Regions from separate parts of the Capsicum annuum genome. Here region 2 is linked to region 1. The links are chromatin contacts, called in public Hi-C maps. All regions are on one chromosome and are shown on one strand. Each heading gives the region's core, a stretch centred on a gene start, on an enhancer-like site or on the middle of the called end of the contact. The rest is flanking DNA. Distances are from core to core; before and after follow the strand shown.

What was found. Hi-C and Micro-C count contacts between places; a contact is called where the count stands out from the background.
Region 2: a Hi-C map of leaf shows a contact between it and region 1, with 2.0 times the contacts expected there. The contact joins the promoter of LOC107860849 here to the promoter of LOC107857581 in region 1. A contact is called at or near these places in 2 of 5 Hi-C or Micro-C datasets (leaf and pericarp).

Annotation. Positions count from the first base shown.
Region 1 is chr2:20,623,999-20,627,870 of UCD10Xv1.1, reverse strand. LOC107857581 (pentatricopeptide repeat-containing protein At2g17140) reads left to right here and starts at 1,609. Exons shown (of 5, transcript XM_016702391.2): 1 at 1,609-3,872. The coding sequence starts at 1,797.
Region 2 is chr2:20,837,136-20,841,203 of UCD10Xv1.1, reverse strand. It overlaps LOC107860849 (protein S-acyltransferase 11-like), which reads left to right and starts at 1,345. Exons shown (of 4, transcript XM_016706328.2): 1 at 1,345-1,680; 2 at 2,216-2,441. The coding sequence starts at 1,621.

The DNA of each region.
Region 1 (3,872 bases), core at 360-2,859:
TTCATACTCGTAATCAAAAAATAATTTTTTAAAATCACTTTGACATGATTTATGAGCTTCAAAGATATGGATAAGGTGTTTACATGCGTTCTGTCTCAAATTTCATATATACAGACGATGATATATTTGCGGCATCACTTATGAGACTGCTAAATTGCTTACAGAATTTTAATTTGTGATGAATGTTTGTAACTTATTTGCAGACATAACTCTAAAAAAATACATTAAAAAGTCATTCAAATGTTTATGTTATTTCTTCATACATAAAGACAATACCAAATACAACCATCTCCCTGTGATTATTTAATCCAACAAACAATGACAAAGGAAAGTAGTCCTTGTATGTTTTATATGTTGTGTCAACCGCTTTATAAATCTGAAAATCCCTTATCATTTTAGCATCTACCTCAAACTTATTTGTTATCAAATCATCATAATCTAATTGCAAATAAATCAAAAAGATGAATCCGTTTTTACTTTTTTCTTTAAAATAATTTATCAAGCTATGAGCCATTCCATATCGTAGATTTTCTTTCTTTTATTACAGAGATTGTTCTTATGATCTCTCTGTGTAAAATTCAAAACAACCTTATCCCCCACTTGACGAGCAACATAATTAAAAGAAGACTTAGAAATATTCTTTAATCATCTGATAAATCAATTCATATACTTGAAAAAGTTTAATAGTTTCTTTGTGATGGAAATATGTGAGCTAGAGATGGATGAACAAGTGGATGATTGTACTCTCTTCAAATGAAATGACTGAAAACTTTTCATCTGATTAACGACTTACGACCATATGAGCTAAATAACTCGTCCTAATTTCTTTTCTAGGTTTCGTAATGAACCCATCCCGTTTGTCTTTTCCTCTATAATTTTTTTTAAAACATTTAATTTTTCTTGAAGTTATGTATCCATTAGCTTTACTTTTGTTGACATATTTCTTTCTAACACTAAAACCAATTGTAGCAACATATTTATTGTTATAATTAAATTCATTCTCATCTGAATCAAATTTTATTTCAAGTTTTATTGGCTCAAATGAATTAGAGGTATCATTATTTTCATTTGGATATGTAGTCTCAATGAATCTATCATGAAAAAAGAAGAAGTAAGATATTTGTCCCAATGTATTTGATAAATATGCTACCCTATTTCAGTATTTAAGTTAAAATGAAAAGCTTTATAAGTGATGTGAAAGTCCAAAACGTTCTAGCAAAAAAAGTTTATTTGAAAATTTTCACAAACATACTGTATACAATTTTTCTATTTGTTAATTACCACAACAAAAAATACACAAACAAAAAGAATTTATCTATGTAGAATTCAAAATGGATAAAAAAGAATCTGGCGGGATATTTTGTCTCAAATCAATAAAAATAAAGATTATCTTGTTCTCTATTTATTTATTTTTTTATATTTTTTCTGTTGATTTTTTAAGAAAATTGATTTTAAATTTTGCTGCACCCATAATCTTAGGAGTTATTAAATTAGAATTGATCAATTTTGAAAGAAATGAGTGAAAATTTAGAAAAATAATCAATTTTAAAGGGAATGTTGAAAAAGAATACAGATAAATAATCTACTAAACTATATTAAGTATGATTAGAAATTTAGTTTGGAATAAATTATTGAAAGAGTTTGAGAAAAATGGAGTGTGGGGAAACAGCGAGTAGGCGGAACCGCCCAAACTAAACGCCTTTAAAACGCATTTGTCTCCTAGTATGGACCTTTAACACATGGAATAGAGATATGGTTGAAGTGATTGAGGAGTAAAAACAAGGAAGAAGAAGGAAATGGAGCAGCAACTAACAAAAGCATTAGTGAATAACAGTAGTAACCCGAAGCGGGCATGGCAACTCTTCAGCCGCGCTCTCTCAACTCCAAATCCTCCATTCCATTCAGTCCCTCTCCTTACCGGCATCCTTCTTCGTCACCAAATGCTTCCTCAAATACACACACTTCACTCTTTCCTCCTTTCTCTATCCCCTCCTCATATATCTATTCCTTGTCAATACACCATCGTCAAGCTCCTAGCTACCCACGAACACATTCAAGACGCCGTTTCTCTCTTCCGATCTACTCGATCTCACTTCCCTCATCATCCACCACCCAATGTCTCACTCTACAATTTGCTTATAAACAAGTCTTTCCAATTTGATTTTCCCAATTTCATGTCCTGGTTATATAAAGATATGATTTCCGCTTCCGTTTCCCCTGATACTTATACCTTCAATCTCCTCATTGACGGGCTCTGCCGTTCCGATCGTTTGGGAGATGCCCGCCACCTGTTTGATGTTATGCGTGACAAAGGGTGTCATCCCAATGAGTTCACTTTCGGGATTTTGATTCGCGGGTACTGCAAAATTGGACTTCCTTTAGAAGGTTTGATGCTCCTCGATAGGATGAAGATGATGGATGTTTATCCTAATGTGATAATATACAATACGCTCGTTGGCAGTTTCTGTAAGAAAGGGGACGATGATGAGGCTGAGAGGTTGGTTGAGCGGATGAGGGAGGACGGGCTTGTTCCTAATGTAGTTACCTTCAATTCTAGGATCTCAGCTCTTTGCAAATCGGGAAAGATTCTTGAAGCTTCCAGAATTTTCAGAGATATGCAAATAGGCGAGGTTTTTGGCTTGCCAAGGCCTAATGTTGTAACTTTTAATTTGATGTTGCGGGGATTTTGTGAGAAAGGGATGCTGGAAGAAGCAAGGAAACTGATAGAATCTATGAAGAAAGATGATATTTTCTTCAATGCGCAGAGCTACAATATCTGGTTATGTGGGCTGGTTAGGAATGGAGAGCTGTTGGAGGCTCAAACAGTTCTGAAAGAAATGTCAGAAAATGGTGTAGATCCCACTATTTATTCATATAACATCGTGATTGATGGGCTTTGCAAGAATGGGATGCTTGGTGAAGCAAAAATGTTGATGAGCTTAATGATAAATGATGGTATATCTCCAGATACAGTTACCTATAGCACTCTACTCCATGGCTACTGCACAAAAAGTAAAGTGACCGAGGCAAAAAATATTCTGCATGAGATGATTAAGAGAGGCTGCATTCCGAATAAATACACTTTTAATACTCTACTTCATAGCATGTGGAAAGAAGGTAAAGTATCAGAGGCACAACAGCTACTGCAGAAGATGATTGAGAGAGGTTATGACCTGGATACTGTGAGCTGCAACATTGTGATTCGTGGTCTTTGCCAAACTGGAGAGGTGGACAAAGCTGTTGAAATTGTGAGTGAAATGTGGAGTCATGGAAGTGCTGCCCTTGGTGATCTTGGAAGTTCATTTATGAGTTTGGTTAACGAAGATGATCATGGGAGAAAATGCCTGCCTGACTTGATAACCTATTCAACCATTATTAACAGTTTATTCAGAGAAGGGAAGCTTGATGAAGCTAAGAAGAAGTTTGTTGAAATGACTGGAAAGAATTTGTACCCTGATTCAGTTATTTACAATACTATTTTGCATCATTTATGTAAAAGAGGAAAGGTATCATCTGCATTTCAAGTTCTAAAGGACATGGAAAAAAAAGGTTGTAAAAAGAGCTTACAGACTTATAATTCTTTGATACTTGGATTGAGGAATAAAAATCAAATATTCGAAATGCGTGGCCTGATGGATGAAATGAGAGAAGAAGGAATCTCTCCAAATGTTTACACGTACAATATCATGATTAGCTTTTTATGCCAAGCCGGGAGAACTGAAGAAGCAATTTCTCTTTTGAATGAAATGCTACCGAAAGGAATAATTCCAAACATGCACACCTTTGAGTTGCTTATTAAATCATATTGCAGGATTGGTGAGTTCAGACCAGCTCAAGAGGTATTTGATATAGCCTCAAGTATATGTGGTCAC
Region 2 (4,068 bases), core at 96-2,595, 210 kb before region 1:
AGATTGAAGTCGCTGGGGATTAAAAAGAGAAATTTACCGAACTATTGGTTGGGAGAAACCGTTAAGAGAGAAGAGATAAGGTTGATTTGGGGAGAAGAGAGGGTGTGAGTTGATTTATATTTTTAGAAAAACTAGAAAGTTTTAAAAATATTAATTAAATCCATAATTAATTTAATCAAATTTTCTAATTATATTTGACCTTTAAATTGGTCAATGTGACCAATCATTTATTCAACAATTAACCTTCAATTTTGTCAAATAACTAAATAACCATCCAAATAAATAAACTAGTAGCAGTATCAACGTAGTGGTGCTTAGCCAATATGGGTCTACTTTCTCCCGGATCGGCTTTAAGTGAACCCAAATCGAGGTCAGTTATAATACAAGAGTGATTGACATTGACATTACTAGAACTTGATTGTGAATAATTAACCTTCTTGAAAAAATTCTCCATCTCAAATTCTCAATCACAAAATTAGAACACTTTCTCCTAAATCAAGTTATCAAGATACATAGATAATTTCAAATTTGGGTTTCTAGGCTCAAGAAAGAGAAACAAAATAATTTTTCAATATAACTTACAGAGAGCAAGCAGAGAGAGAGAGAGAGAGAGCGCAAGCAGCACTAGCAGGAGGAAACCTCAAGAACAAGAGAGTCTTAGTCGATGTTTTGATTTGGAATTTGGAAATAGGTTTTTTTTTTTTTAAATTTGAAAATAGAAATTTGGCTGTTGCCTGGTATCAAGTACGCTTGTTGCCTATTGGCTCTTGGTTGGTGCCTCACTTTTTTAATGAAAAATTATTAACAAAAATGATTTTAAAAAACCAATGCTGCCGCCAGCAAGTTTCAAATACAAGACCTTGGGGCTGGAAAACCAGCTCTTTGCCACTCGCTCTAGACAGTGTCTTATTATTGTGGGTGACAGACTTAATTTTTAACTATATCTGTATATATATATAAAACTATATATATTGAGTTTCCGTCGAAATTTGCGTATGACGTGCCACCCCACGGACCTTAATAGATCCGTCCCTGCTTAGGTGGGATTGCACAACATTCAATCCTGTAACCCAAGTCAATATTTTCCAGTTGAACTAAGTTCTGGTGGCGGACATGAGGGAATTAACAATTATGAGAGTATATATATTATTGTTTTGTGGTTATAATATTTATGAGAAATTCATTTTAAAATATATATGACAAGTATCAAGTAGGATATTCCAGCAAAAAAACTAAAAGTAGAACATACATATATATATATATATATGATCCAAATAGTGGATTATGCCTCTAGTTAGTATTATATATATATATATTTTATCCTACCTTTTTTGGAATGTCAGTTCCAATGATTCGACAATACTTCAAAAAATCAGTCTAGATGATTCATCAAACTAAGCAAAGGAAGGTTCATTTGAGACTCACCTATATAGAAAGTATAAGGATCTCCATTGTACACTTTAATTACCAAGATACTTCATTGGTACTCATAAACGAAATTGGTGTGGGAAACAGTGAGGCCTGTCTTGGCACAACATTTGCAGAAGTGAATGTCCCTTTGGAAATCGATTTGTATCTGATTAAGTACTAAAATTCATGAATAACTTGAAATAATGTAGGATGGGAGCGTGGGAGATCTCGAGTCTACTACTGGCCTTTTTAGAAAAAGAGAATTTCCAGGTAACCGTTGAGGTCTCTTTTCTGTACAGAAAGCTGCATGTTTGGTAGTTTTTAAAGCTGTTAACAATAGGGGGAATCAGTAAAATTACAAGAATTTTGGAAGGGAGAAGAAGAATTGTTTAAAGCATCAATGGAGCAAAGAGAAGCTATGCTGAAAACTGTAAAGATGAAATGTTCTTCTCCTATTTTGCCTCTCATCTTTGTCTCTCTTCATATTTTGGGTTATAAACCAAGGGTGTCGCCTAGTGGTTCAATGAAGTCGGATTGAGCACCATGCGGTCTTACCTGATATCTGTTTTTGGTGGTAGGTGGCAGGTATACCGTGAAATTAGTCGAGGTGCATGCAAGTTGGCCGGACACCACAATTATCAAAAAAGAATAATTTTTAAATAGATCATTTCTTGGTATGCCGATTGTCACCTGAGGAAATAAATACATAGAATAGTTTATTCATTTTATTCATTTAAAAATTTTGGGCATGCATGAATCTGTATAGCTAAAAATATAAGTTATTTATTCATTTACTACTATGTAGGGAGGCCACTATGTGACAGCTCTTATTGAGGACTACAAGACGACATGTTGGGGTTGTGGACTTCATTTACTTGTTTCGCCATATGCACCTTCTTTCAAGTGTTTCTGGTGCGGAGCAATAACAAACCAGAATGCAGTTGAAGTTGAGAACAAGAACTTTAAGTGGAGACGCTTGCGTGATCGCGGCTTTGTTGGTGTGCTTGTTGTCATTATGCTAATTGTGATATGTAAGTGATCAAACATCTATAGTACTCCTGCTATTGTGGTTAAAAAAAATTCTGAACAACTATGTTTGAGTTATATATGCTCATAGCATTCTCTTTCTCTTTATCTAATATGCTTATTTATACTTTTTTTACTCCTACTCATAGTAGTTGTTAGCAGATATGTGGATGGAGCTGGTATGGTTAATAATATGACAGATGTGATTGCTAAGATTTGATCAGTAGCTAGATTCACTATAACAACTTGATGCTGGAAACTTTGGTCTCTACTGGAATTAGTGTGAGCATCTCATTCATAATTTGTTCTGATCAGAAGTGTGGCAGTGTGATTTCACATTGATACCCATGAACTTAAACAACTTAATAGAAAGTTCCTCAACCTAAAGACCATATTACTGTGTCCGATGTATGAACTCAATACTACTCTCAGCCATATAGTTCTGCATTTCCCACTTTCTTGAATATTGCTGGGTCGCACTACAGATTATCGTGTTTCCATAATGGTTATGTTTATCCAGGATGCCCCACCCCCTCTTGTCCGTGGTCCCTTCTCCCTTTTCCATGTTTTTAGGGGTTCCAATTCCATCAGGGAAGGAGCAGACTAATGTATCCTTCATACATTTGTGTATATAAAGTTATATAAGCGGAGTTTGTGCTCTACCAATTCCTGATCGACTAAGAGATTGGAATGATCTTGGTGGAGTCTCTGTCTGTTTGAGTTGTTTGACACATTTCTGCATAGGTCCCCTATGAAAGAGCTATGTTGCTCAGATACGGGTGCGGGTTATGTGGGTGAGTATCTAGAGGTTGGAGTCGTTATCTCATAAATTCTAGGTGCGGGGTATGTATCAGAGTATGAATACCCAATCAACCTATACTTCTTTTCCATAGGTGTAGATAGTGTAGTCAAAGCACTAGTAAGTTAGGTTGACCAAATTTGATGCGGATCCCACACCCACACCCAAATCGTGTCGAATTGACACAGGTGCAGCAAGAATTTAGAAGAATCCGAGCAACATAGTGTAAAAGCTAATCTGTTTTGGTGATATGTCCATGGGAGAGGGTAACACAGTTTCTGCAAATCATCAAAGAATCCATTGGTCTTAACTATTTCTGGTTATAAGGTGGATAATGTAGGCAAGACCGTGCATGAATTTGGACCGTACCAGACTCTTCTTTGTTTAAGCTATTCCTAAAACGCCGATAAAGTTCTCCCACAAAGAAATGAAATCTAGAACAAAATCATACTGTAGAAAGCGAGAGCCAGCTTGACCAGAGGAAGAGAAAGTGTCCATAAAGTGCTAGCAGGGATTCCTATCCTTTCGGTGTGGAAGAGGAGGAAGCAGTGTTTCTGCTTATCATTGAAAAATGAAGCCAATTTTTATCTCTTCTCCTTCTCAATATCATTTTTCAGTTCGTGGCCAATTCACAACAGATGCTCTCAAGATACAGCAATAGATAGCAGAGGATGGAATTAAAATGGTTACTCTTTTGAATTTTCGGAGAAAAAAATGAAAGTCATTAATGATATTAATTAAATTTTTAGACCTTCTCAATTCCTAATATGACTAAAAAAGGAACTATTTTGTACATATTTGTACCACATTTGACACTTTCTTCTTGCTGATTA